Regions from separate parts of the Rattus norvegicus genome. Here region 1 is linked to region 2. A link is a contact called in public Hi-C data. All regions are on one chromosome and are shown on one strand. Each heading gives the region's core, a stretch centred on a gene start, on an enhancer-like site or on the middle of the called end of the contact. The rest is flanking DNA. Distances are from core to core; before and after follow the strand shown. Region 1 has its middle 58 kb from the start of Shank2. Region 2 holds the start of Dhcr7 (7-dehydrocholesterol reductase).

Evidence for each region. A called contact is a pair of places that touch in the nucleus more often than the background predicts.
Region 1: a contact with region 2 is called in a Hi-C map of liver, with 4 times the contacts expected there. The contact joins the enhancer-like site here to the promoter of Dhcr7 in region 2. A contact is called at or near these places in 4 of 12 Hi-C or Micro-C datasets (the A7r5 cell line, kidney and liver).

What each region holds. Positions count from the first base shown.
Region 1 is chr1:208,538,256-208,542,722 of GRCr8, reverse strand. No RefSeq gene overlaps it. Among named protein-coding and RNA genes, the nearest start is that of Shank2, 58 kb to the left of the region's middle. Within about 2 kb of position 1,717, at least 1 of the 93 cell types and tissues checked has an H3K27ac peak or open chromatin away from gene starts, as enhancers often do. A contact at or near this core is called in liver, where this site is marked.
Region 2 is chr1:208,441,069-208,445,874 of GRCr8, reverse strand. It overlaps Dhcr7 (7-dehydrocholesterol reductase), which reads right to left and starts at 1,441. Exons shown (of 9, transcript NM_022389.3): 1 at 1,252-1,441.

The DNA of each region.
Region 1 (4,467 bases), core at 468-2,967, 97 kb before region 2:
TAAGAGCACTAGCTACTGTTCCAGAGGTCCAGCTCAGTCTACATAGCAAGTTCTAAAATAGCCAGGGCTGTGTAGAGAGACCCTGAGTGAGAGAGAGAGAGAGAGAGAGAGAGAGAGAGAGAGAGAGAGAGAGACCCATAGACCAATTTGATGGAAGCATTTTCTCACTGGATTCCTTCTTCCCAGATGATTCCAGCTTGTGTCAGGTTGACAAAACATAAACCAGCAAGTGGCCCACAGCAAGGAGACTCCAAAGGACTTGCCTGGTTCCCCGTATGTGCATGAGGTTGTTGGGTCTCCGCTAACCCTGTCTAACAGTGTCAGATACTATCCTAAAAAGCTGAAACACACTGCAAAATGTCAGAAGTCACTGCACTTTTTTTTTGGTTGTTGTTCTTTTTTTCGGAGCTGGGGACCGAACCCAGGGCCTTGCACTTCCTCGGTAAGCGCTCTACGACTGAGCTAAATCCCCAGCCCCGTCACTGCACTTCTGCACAAAGATAAGGGCATGTCCCCACCATGTTGGTTCTGTTGTCATCATCCAAATTTTCAGGGGCAAGTGCTTCAGAAAACAACCTTTGTCCAGCGGCGGCGTGTTGGCTCAGCAGGTAAAGAGCCTGCTGCCAAGCCAGATGTCCTGAGTTTGACCTCTGGGACCCACATGTGGGGAGGAGAGAACAGATTCACTCTCACAGGTGTCCCCTGACCCTCACGTGCACACACAAATAAAAAGTGCACGTAATAAAAGAAAAATTTAAAGACTTTTCCCATACTGTGAACAGTTCTTTTCAATTATGGAAAGGGTTGGTTTCTTATTAATCCCCTGACTGGCTGATTCTGATATCGATCAACCTTCTCTGTGTATCTGGAATCTTCCAGTCTCTAAACACTCATCACCAGCCAGGTACCAGAGAGCACTATGATATGAGGCCTGAGACCCCAAAGTGAATGTTCTCATTATTTTTCAGATTTATGATGCCCTGGTCAGTTTCCTGTGAAAGACCTGAAATAAAGCTCTGGAGTTGTGCTGCTTTCTGAGGCTTGAAGGTGACTATAAACAACAGAATTTCACTTTTTGATGGTCCTAGGGGCTGGGAGATGAAAGTCAAGAGATGGCTCCTTCTTGGAGTCCTGGGGGGGGGGGGAATGCACCCCTGGCCTCTCACCAGTGGCTTAGTAGTGACCCATGGAGGGTAGAGTCAGCACTTGAGTCAATGATTCAACTTCCTTTTTATTTTATTTGAACTGATGAATTAATTCTTGTATTTAGCTTTTTCCCCAAATAATGTTCCCATCAGAAGTTCAGAGTGTGAGGACATGGAAATATCCCTTGGGCCGGGATCTGTGATTGGTTTTCAAGGAAGCCCTGTGGGGAGGACTTTACCCCTGCTCCATACAGTTCTCAATGGCTGTTCTTAGCCATACTAGGTGTCTTCAGACAGACCTAGACTGTGTCTAGACAATACCAAGAGCGGCTATGTAAGCCCTCAATCGGGCATTGATATGTAACCCTGCTCACGCAGCTCCTCTTGAAGACCGATGTCCAGTCTTAGGCCTTCCCTTTGTTTCCTGTTCCTCAAGACCTGCATCCTCCATGGTTGAGCCACCAGGCACAGGTAGGCTTGCCAAGTCTCAGCTCAGCGTCCCTGATGCATGCGGATGCCCAGAGCACATGAGACTCTCCCCAGCCTCCCCCCAGTCTGTGGCTCTGGATGCTAATGGCACCTCCAAATTGTGACAACAGGGCATGTTTCCACATACTGTCATAGCCCAGAAAGGGCAGGTTTCACCATCATCAACCTTGGCTAAAAACCATGACTGACCATTCAAAATCTTCAGGGACATGATGAGGACTTGGTACACATTCCAGAACTTTCTGGGCCTGAGATTTCATGATAGCTCATTTAACTGTCAACTTGAAGGATTTAGAATCACCTAGGAGATAAACCTCTTGGTATTCCAGTTAGCAGTTATCTGGATTAAGTTAACTGAGGTGGAAAAACCCTCCCTGAATGTGGGGGACGCCATCCCATGGACTGGCATCCTGGAATGAATAAAAAAAGGAGAAAGTGGGGTCTGGAGAGATGGCTCTTCCAGAGGACCCAGGTTCAATTCCCAGCACCCACATGGCAGCTCACAACTGCCTGTAGCTTTGGTTCAGGAGATCCAACTCCCTTACACAGGCAGGGAAAACAACAATGTATATAAAATTAAAAAATAAACTATTATTAAAAAGAAAAAGAAAGTGAGCTGAGTACCAGGTTTATCTCCTTCTGCTTCCTTACTGAGGATGTCATGTGACCTCATAACCTTTACCTCTATGATGGATGGTACCTTCAAACTATGAGCCAAAACAAACACTTTGAAGTGGAAACTTCCGGTTTCTTTGGAAAGTCACTTATGTCAAGTGATGTTTTGCCAGGGCACACAGGTGAAAGGATGTTTTGCTGAAGCAGCCACAGGTGAAAGATGTTTTGCTATAGAAAACATAGGAAGCATGATGTTTAGAAAGAATATAAATATGACCCCACAGACAGTGGGAGCTGGAGCACTGGTTCACTTTGCTCCACCTCAGACATGCACCTATTGGTTTGCTGCAGTGTTGGGCTTTACTTGTGGTGACTTGACAGAAACTCGAGAAACTCGCCAAGAACTTCTCATGAGGTTCCTGTGGCTTCCTGCCACATCCAAGGACTTGGAGCAGTTGGTGAGCCTCCCAGTTTCTTCTGGATTGACCTGCCCTTGCTGTTTCATGAGTGGTGACTGCTGAATGGACTGGACTGCTGCTGTTCATTCGTGTTAGTGTCTTGCTAGAGGACCGGGCTGCCGATATCCTGACAACCAAGATTGGGCTTCACCCCCAAAGAACCATTTCTAAACAGGTTTACTTCCCCATGTCCTAATGCCTTTTCTTTTCTACTACCTCTGGTCGGTGGTAGGCTAGAGACGAGGTTAAATGCTTATTAAAGTAGGTTGAGAAAATGCCCACAATCCTTCCCTTCCTTCAGTTGCTTTCCTCGGGTGTTTTGTCACAGGCAAGAAGATAGATCAAAAAATAAATAAATAAATAGGGCAGGCATGTGTGAAAGATGTGCTGGGAACAGCACAGTGTCCACGGAGGCCATAACCAACAGTGAGTACTCCAAAGATGAACTCCTAGTACTGTCCTTAGGCTTGGAAGTCAGGCATGCAGGTGTCACTTCTGTGTGCCCTGTGCCTACACAGTGCCTGGCCCATAGAGGGCACAGGTGGGTGAGCATGCTCCAAAACATGACCCTCCTTGTAGCTCAGGTCTGCCCTGGAGCCACCCACCCCACCATGGGCAGGTCCAGCCCCTCACTCCAGGTTTTGGCACTTGGATCCATTTCTCCACATTAAAGAGGCTTAAAAGGAAATAGACACATCCCACCCAGCCCCTAGGCTGCCTAGGTTTCCTAATTGTCATTGTACATTTGAGCAGCTGCTTCGGGAATGTTGTGGGCTGACAGAAACCATCCTCCCACTCTGGGGACTGGCTGATACTCAAACATGGGTAAAGGTCATAAACAACCATTTAAAACAACCTGGGACTTGAGCCATGCACATCATTGTGTGTGTGTGTGTGTGTGTGTGTGTGTGTGTGTGTGTGTGTGTGTGTGTTAGAGAGAGAGAGAGAGAGAGAGAGAGAGAGAGAGAGAGAGATTCTTTGTTCAGTGCCCTCAGAGAACAGAAGAGCGCGTTGAATCTTGGATTCCCCAGAACTGGAGTTACAGATGGTTGCAAGCTGCGAGGTGAGTGTCCAAACAGTGCCGGGGTCATCTGCAAGAGCAGCCATTGCTCTTAGCTGCTGAGCCATCTCCCCAGCCCCAGTTGTTGTGTTTTTCAAAGACAAGAGTCTCACACTGCAGCTCAGGATAGCCAGGAAGTCGGTGTGCAATCTATGTTATTCTCAAACTTACAGCAGCACCCCAGCCTCAGTTTCTCAAGTGTTAGGGATTATAGGCATGAGACACCGCATCTGACTCCATATTCACCTTGAGAATCTTCAGTCACACCACACTGTGGATTCTGAGAATTGTGGGCTTATGCCCCGTGCCCCAGTCACTGAATAAAAAAAGAAAAGCTAAAGATTTAAACTTTTCTTGAAAAGAAAAATCCAGTGCTCTGACATAGGTGAATATTTTCTCTCCTAATTTTGACTTTCTTTTGCTACTTGCTTTGTCAGGGTCAATGTCAGGATCCTGTGGCTTTTGGTGCAGGCAATCCCGCTGTCACCCTCTGGTGAGACTCCAGGGTCCTGTGCCAGAAGCCAGGCTGGTGCACACGGCATCGTCTTGTCACCTTAAACGTCTCCCAGGCTCTGCCTGCTCTGCCCTTCACTCCCCACACCCTGGCAACCACAGAGCCTGTGTGTTTTTGTGCCTCCCTGACTACTGTGCTTTGTCCAGCAATTGGAATGTTCACTCGTGGCTTGGAAACATGTCCTTT
Region 2 (4,806 bases), core at 192-2,691:
CCAGGTGCCCAGCCCACTGGAAGAATTAATAATGTTCACAGATGAGACGCTGGGAAAAAAAGAAGTCAGGGCAATTCGGTGACTGCTCACACAGCCTAAGAGACAAGGCTGTGCCTGGTACTCTACTTTGGCACACTGGGAGGCTATGAAATAATAACATGGCTAACTCTGCATATCAGATTCCAGGGATCTTCCATACAGAAAAGCATCTATGTTGATGGAATATTCCAGAAGCAGTAGGGTGTCCAATCTGGAAATCTGTTAGCCTCGGGTTGGATGTCAAGATGAAAAGGTAGGAAATCCCAGAAATGGGTGCATGGCGAGAAGCACGTCCCCCTATGTGTACCGATGGGAATTTATCCTGGGAAATACTTGGGGCCGTGGCAGCTGGCAGACAAAAGAACCTCCTGCAATGCTCTGTATAGACATGTAAACTTACGTCACACCCACCGAAAATCACCAAAGAAATCAGAAGCTCTGGCACCCAGGGCTAGAAAGAACCGTTTCAAAAAGATTCTATCAGAAGTAGCTCAAAAATTAAAGATGTTCTGCCGTTTGGAATTCTTCCTCTGAACACCATCCTGATCTTTAGGGGGACAGGGGACTCTCCACAAACTGGGGAGGTCAGGTATGCCTAGAGCTTCCCATGATCCTCATGCCAGTGGGCAATCCATCTATCTCCTGAGAGAATAAATCGAATCACTCAAATCCAGTGAAGAGATTCTCCTGGCTGTATATGCCAAGGGGTGAGTTTATACTTGCCCCTCTATACCTGAGCATTCAAAGGTCTCTCAGGGAGCTGGACCCTCATCCCACAGCAGATGGCTGCTCTCCTGGCCACAGGCCCCAGCTAAGCAAAGTCCACCTCCACACCTGATCACAGGTGCACCTGGACCATCTGGGCAAAGCATCTCCCCTCCTACCCGGCATTCAGACCCCCTCCCTCAGCATACATCTCCCCAAACCAGAGCACACAACCCTCGCTCCGGTGCACACGCCTCTAAATCTGCACATCTGTTCGCCAATCTACCTAAAACCTGTGCAAACGCGCATACCCTCATTTACATACATATCTCCTCCCACCCCCGCCCAATCTCACAAACTGCCTCCTTCCTGAATACTCATTCTCTTTTTTTGTACATATGGCCCACGCTTCTGCACTCTCGACGATCCCCTCCCCCCCACCTCCCACGTCTGTGCGCACAGTCCTTCTCCTGTACTATAGCCCGGTCCGTGCACACAAAACCTCACCTGCGTGCGGGATCCGGGCGGTTGATTCACGAGCTCCAGCAGCGCCCTAAGTGTCTGCCTGAAGCACCGCCCCCAGGTGACGTGAGGTCACAGACTACCAATCCGAAGTGGATTTCGTGAGCCGCGCCCTGTGATTGGTGAAGGCAGTGAGCTGACTCGGAGCCCACCGGGCCCTCCAGTCGGCGGCGGCAGTCTTGAGATTGACAGCAGGGCCAGCCCCGCCCCGCCCACGCCCCTGGGGACTTGGGTCCGATTCTGCTTTGGGGGAAGAAGGATACAATTGTGGATTCTGCCACGCAAGCTCCGATCCTGCTCCTCCCGTGCCTCAGTTTACCCTGCTGCAGAACTCCTTCCTGAAGGAGAGCATCTCCTGCACGGGACAACAGATACTGCCGAGACCGCGAGGCAGGACCAGACCAGTCCCGCAAGGAAGAGGCCTCTAGCAGACTGTGAATGTGGCCCTAGTATGACAGCCAAACGGGTCCTCTGGTGGGCAGGACTCAGTCACACCTTCGTGCCCCAAAGGGTATTTGGGGAAAGCCCAGCCCGCATTCCTGTCAGCTGAGCCTTAACAAAGCAGCTTTGGATAGTTTCATTCTCAACTCTTTCCTCCGCGCCACCTGACATTCGTTAGTTACAGTCGCTAGTCGCCCTCTCCTGGCGAGAGTCTCCTCTGCAACCACAATGAAACAAACTGGTAATGGATGTGACTTCAGCACTGTTAGCTACTGTCCACGTGCTGGTGCATCAGCTGCCCAACAATGTCCTTTATTGCTCTTTTTCTCCAAACCCCGGGATCCAGTCAGGGTACACATTTGACTAGAGTAATAGGTTATACAGAATATACGGTCGGGACTGGAGAGATGGCTCAGCAGCTAAGAGTATTGGCTGCTCTTCAGGTGACCAGGGTTCAAGCCCCAGCACCCACATGGTTACTCAGCCATCGGTATTTCCATTCCCAAGGCATCCAGCGCTCTCAACATGCATGCATGCATGCATGCATACATACATACATACATACATACATACATACATACATCATACATACATAATGCATGGTTACTCCCTGGAACTGGAGTTATGAACTGGCACATGGTTACTAGGAATTGAGCCTGGATCTTCTTCAAGGTAAGTCAGTAAGTACTCTTAATCCCTGAGCCGTTTCTTCTGTCCCTGTCTTGCTCTTGATTAATAAGTAAATGAAGGTAGTGTTATTTTGAGACTGGTAAATACAATGTTTCCAAACAACCTTTGGCCCTGGTGACTTAGCATTCTTTGAGGACACTTGGGACATGGCCTACTTCTTGGTAGGAACAGTTGGCTTGATTTCAGCATTCCTCCAAACGTATTAAACGTATTAGCTGATGGTCTTTTATCAAAAATTCAGCTCTTTTAACTTTTCAAAAATTTTAAAAATTTCTGCCGGGCAATGGTGGGTGGCACATGCCTTCAATCCCAGCAATCAGGAGGCAAAGAGAGGCAGACCTCTATGAGTTCGAGGCCAGCCTGATCTACAGAGCAAGTTACAGGACAGACAAAGCTACACAGAGAAACTCTGTCTTGACAAACAAGAAAAAAAAAACAAACATTTGTTACTATGGTGCAGTGCTTCTCAACCTTCCTCATGCTGTGACCCTTCAATTACAGTTCCTCATACTGTGGTGACCCCCAACCATAAAACGATCTTGCTGCTACTGAAGAACTGTAATTTCGATACTGTTATGAATGGCAATGTCAATATCTGATATGCAAAATATCTGAAATGCATCCTCAAAGGGGTTGCAGCCCAGAGGTTGAGAACCACTGCTATACAGTGTGTCTTCATTGTGTGTATGGGGGGGCGGGGTTTGGGCAGGTGGACAGGTGCACACGCTGTGAGCCATGCGTGGATGTCAGAGAACAACTTTGTGTAGTTGGTTTTCTCTCTCTGTCTTTAAGTTTCAGGGATTGAACCCAGGCAGCCAGGTTTACACTGAAAGCACTTTACCTACTGCACCATCTTGCCAGTCCCAAACCACTGACTTACTTTTATCAGGATAGACAAGTGGTTGGTTTTTTTCCTTACTGACCCTGTGTTCTAGGGTCCCATCTATGAGCAGTGTAGTCCTTTGGAATTGTGTGTGGGGAGGGAGGCGTGTAGGGGGAGGTGTTTGTAGATGTGTGTGTGTGTGTGTGTGTGTGTGTGTGTGTGTGTGTGTGTGTGTGTGTGATGGATGTGGATGTGTGTGGGGGGTATGACTTTTATGCCTGTGCGTGCTTATTTGTGGAGACCAGAGGCCTGTACAGGTGTCTTTCTCTCTTTCTCTCCATCCTGTCCTTTGAGATAGGGTCGCTCGCTGAAACTGGAGCTCACCCATTGGCTAGACTAACTGGCCATGTGCCTTCTTTCTTTCTTTCTTTCTTTCTTTCTTTCTTTTTTTTTTTTTTTTTGAGTAATATGTCTTAGCCTTCTTTGAGAGCAGTACCAAACTAGGTCCTCATTGTCTGCTGTACAATGTACCAATCATTGAAAGGTGTTTTGCAACGTAGCTGGGGGTGGACATGGACAACTGAATCTTCAATCCACCCCTGGAGGGTAGGATTTAGAGATATTTATGGAGTAGGGCACAGGACAATGAGTGGCATGGGGAACGGCGTAGGTGAAGTGGCTTGTGGTCTGTATGTGCATTAATAAAGCACGGTTTTATAAAGGCATGTGTTCAGAACGGCTGTTAGCTCGAGCTGACGTTGGAGTTTTCAGGGTCCTAATAGCAAAAGGTCACCCACGGATGGCCCAGATGGGCCAGTCAGGAGGTGGAGTGAGTGTGTGTGTGTGTGTGTGTGTGTGTGTGTGTGTGTGTGTGCCGGTGCGTGTAGGCTGGAATGCAACCTAGGGTGTCATCCCCAGAACCCGTGGAGCTTTGCTTTGCTTTGTGATGTGATCTCACCAGCATGGACCTTGTGCCAAGTAGGTTAGGCTTGCAGGCTAGAAGAACCCAGGCATCTGTGGTCTCTACCCCACTGCTAAGATCATGAACAGTTGTCACCAGGCCAGCTTTAAAAACAAAAAGCAAAAAACAAAAACAAAAAACCCCAAAAACTTGTTCTAAGGACCAAATTCATGTCTGCCTGCTTGGAAGAACACTCGACCAACTGAGCTGACTTCTTAGTCCAAGAGCCAGGTGGTTTTGAGAAAAACACAAACAACAACACTATCCTCACACCTCCGGAGAGAGGGGACTTCTGGGGCAGAGCTAACAGATACAACTAAGCTGCCTGACCTCCAGAATCAGCCATATTTAAGTCCCTCTCCAAGAAGGTCCTGCAGAGGAATCAGGGGGCTGGAGGCATCCGGAGTTAGAGAAGTGAAAAGAGCAAAAACTCTGTAAGTGTTGCAGCTTGGAACCCTTCCTCAAAGGAAGTGTTGCAGCTCGGAGGAGGAGAATTTCCCCAGTGGGGGACATTATAGCTCTGAACGCTTCCCCAGTGGAAGTGTTCCAATTCTGAAGGGGAACAATATCCTGGCAGTCGAGAGTCAAGGAATACCACAAAGTCACACTGCACAATCTCACATGA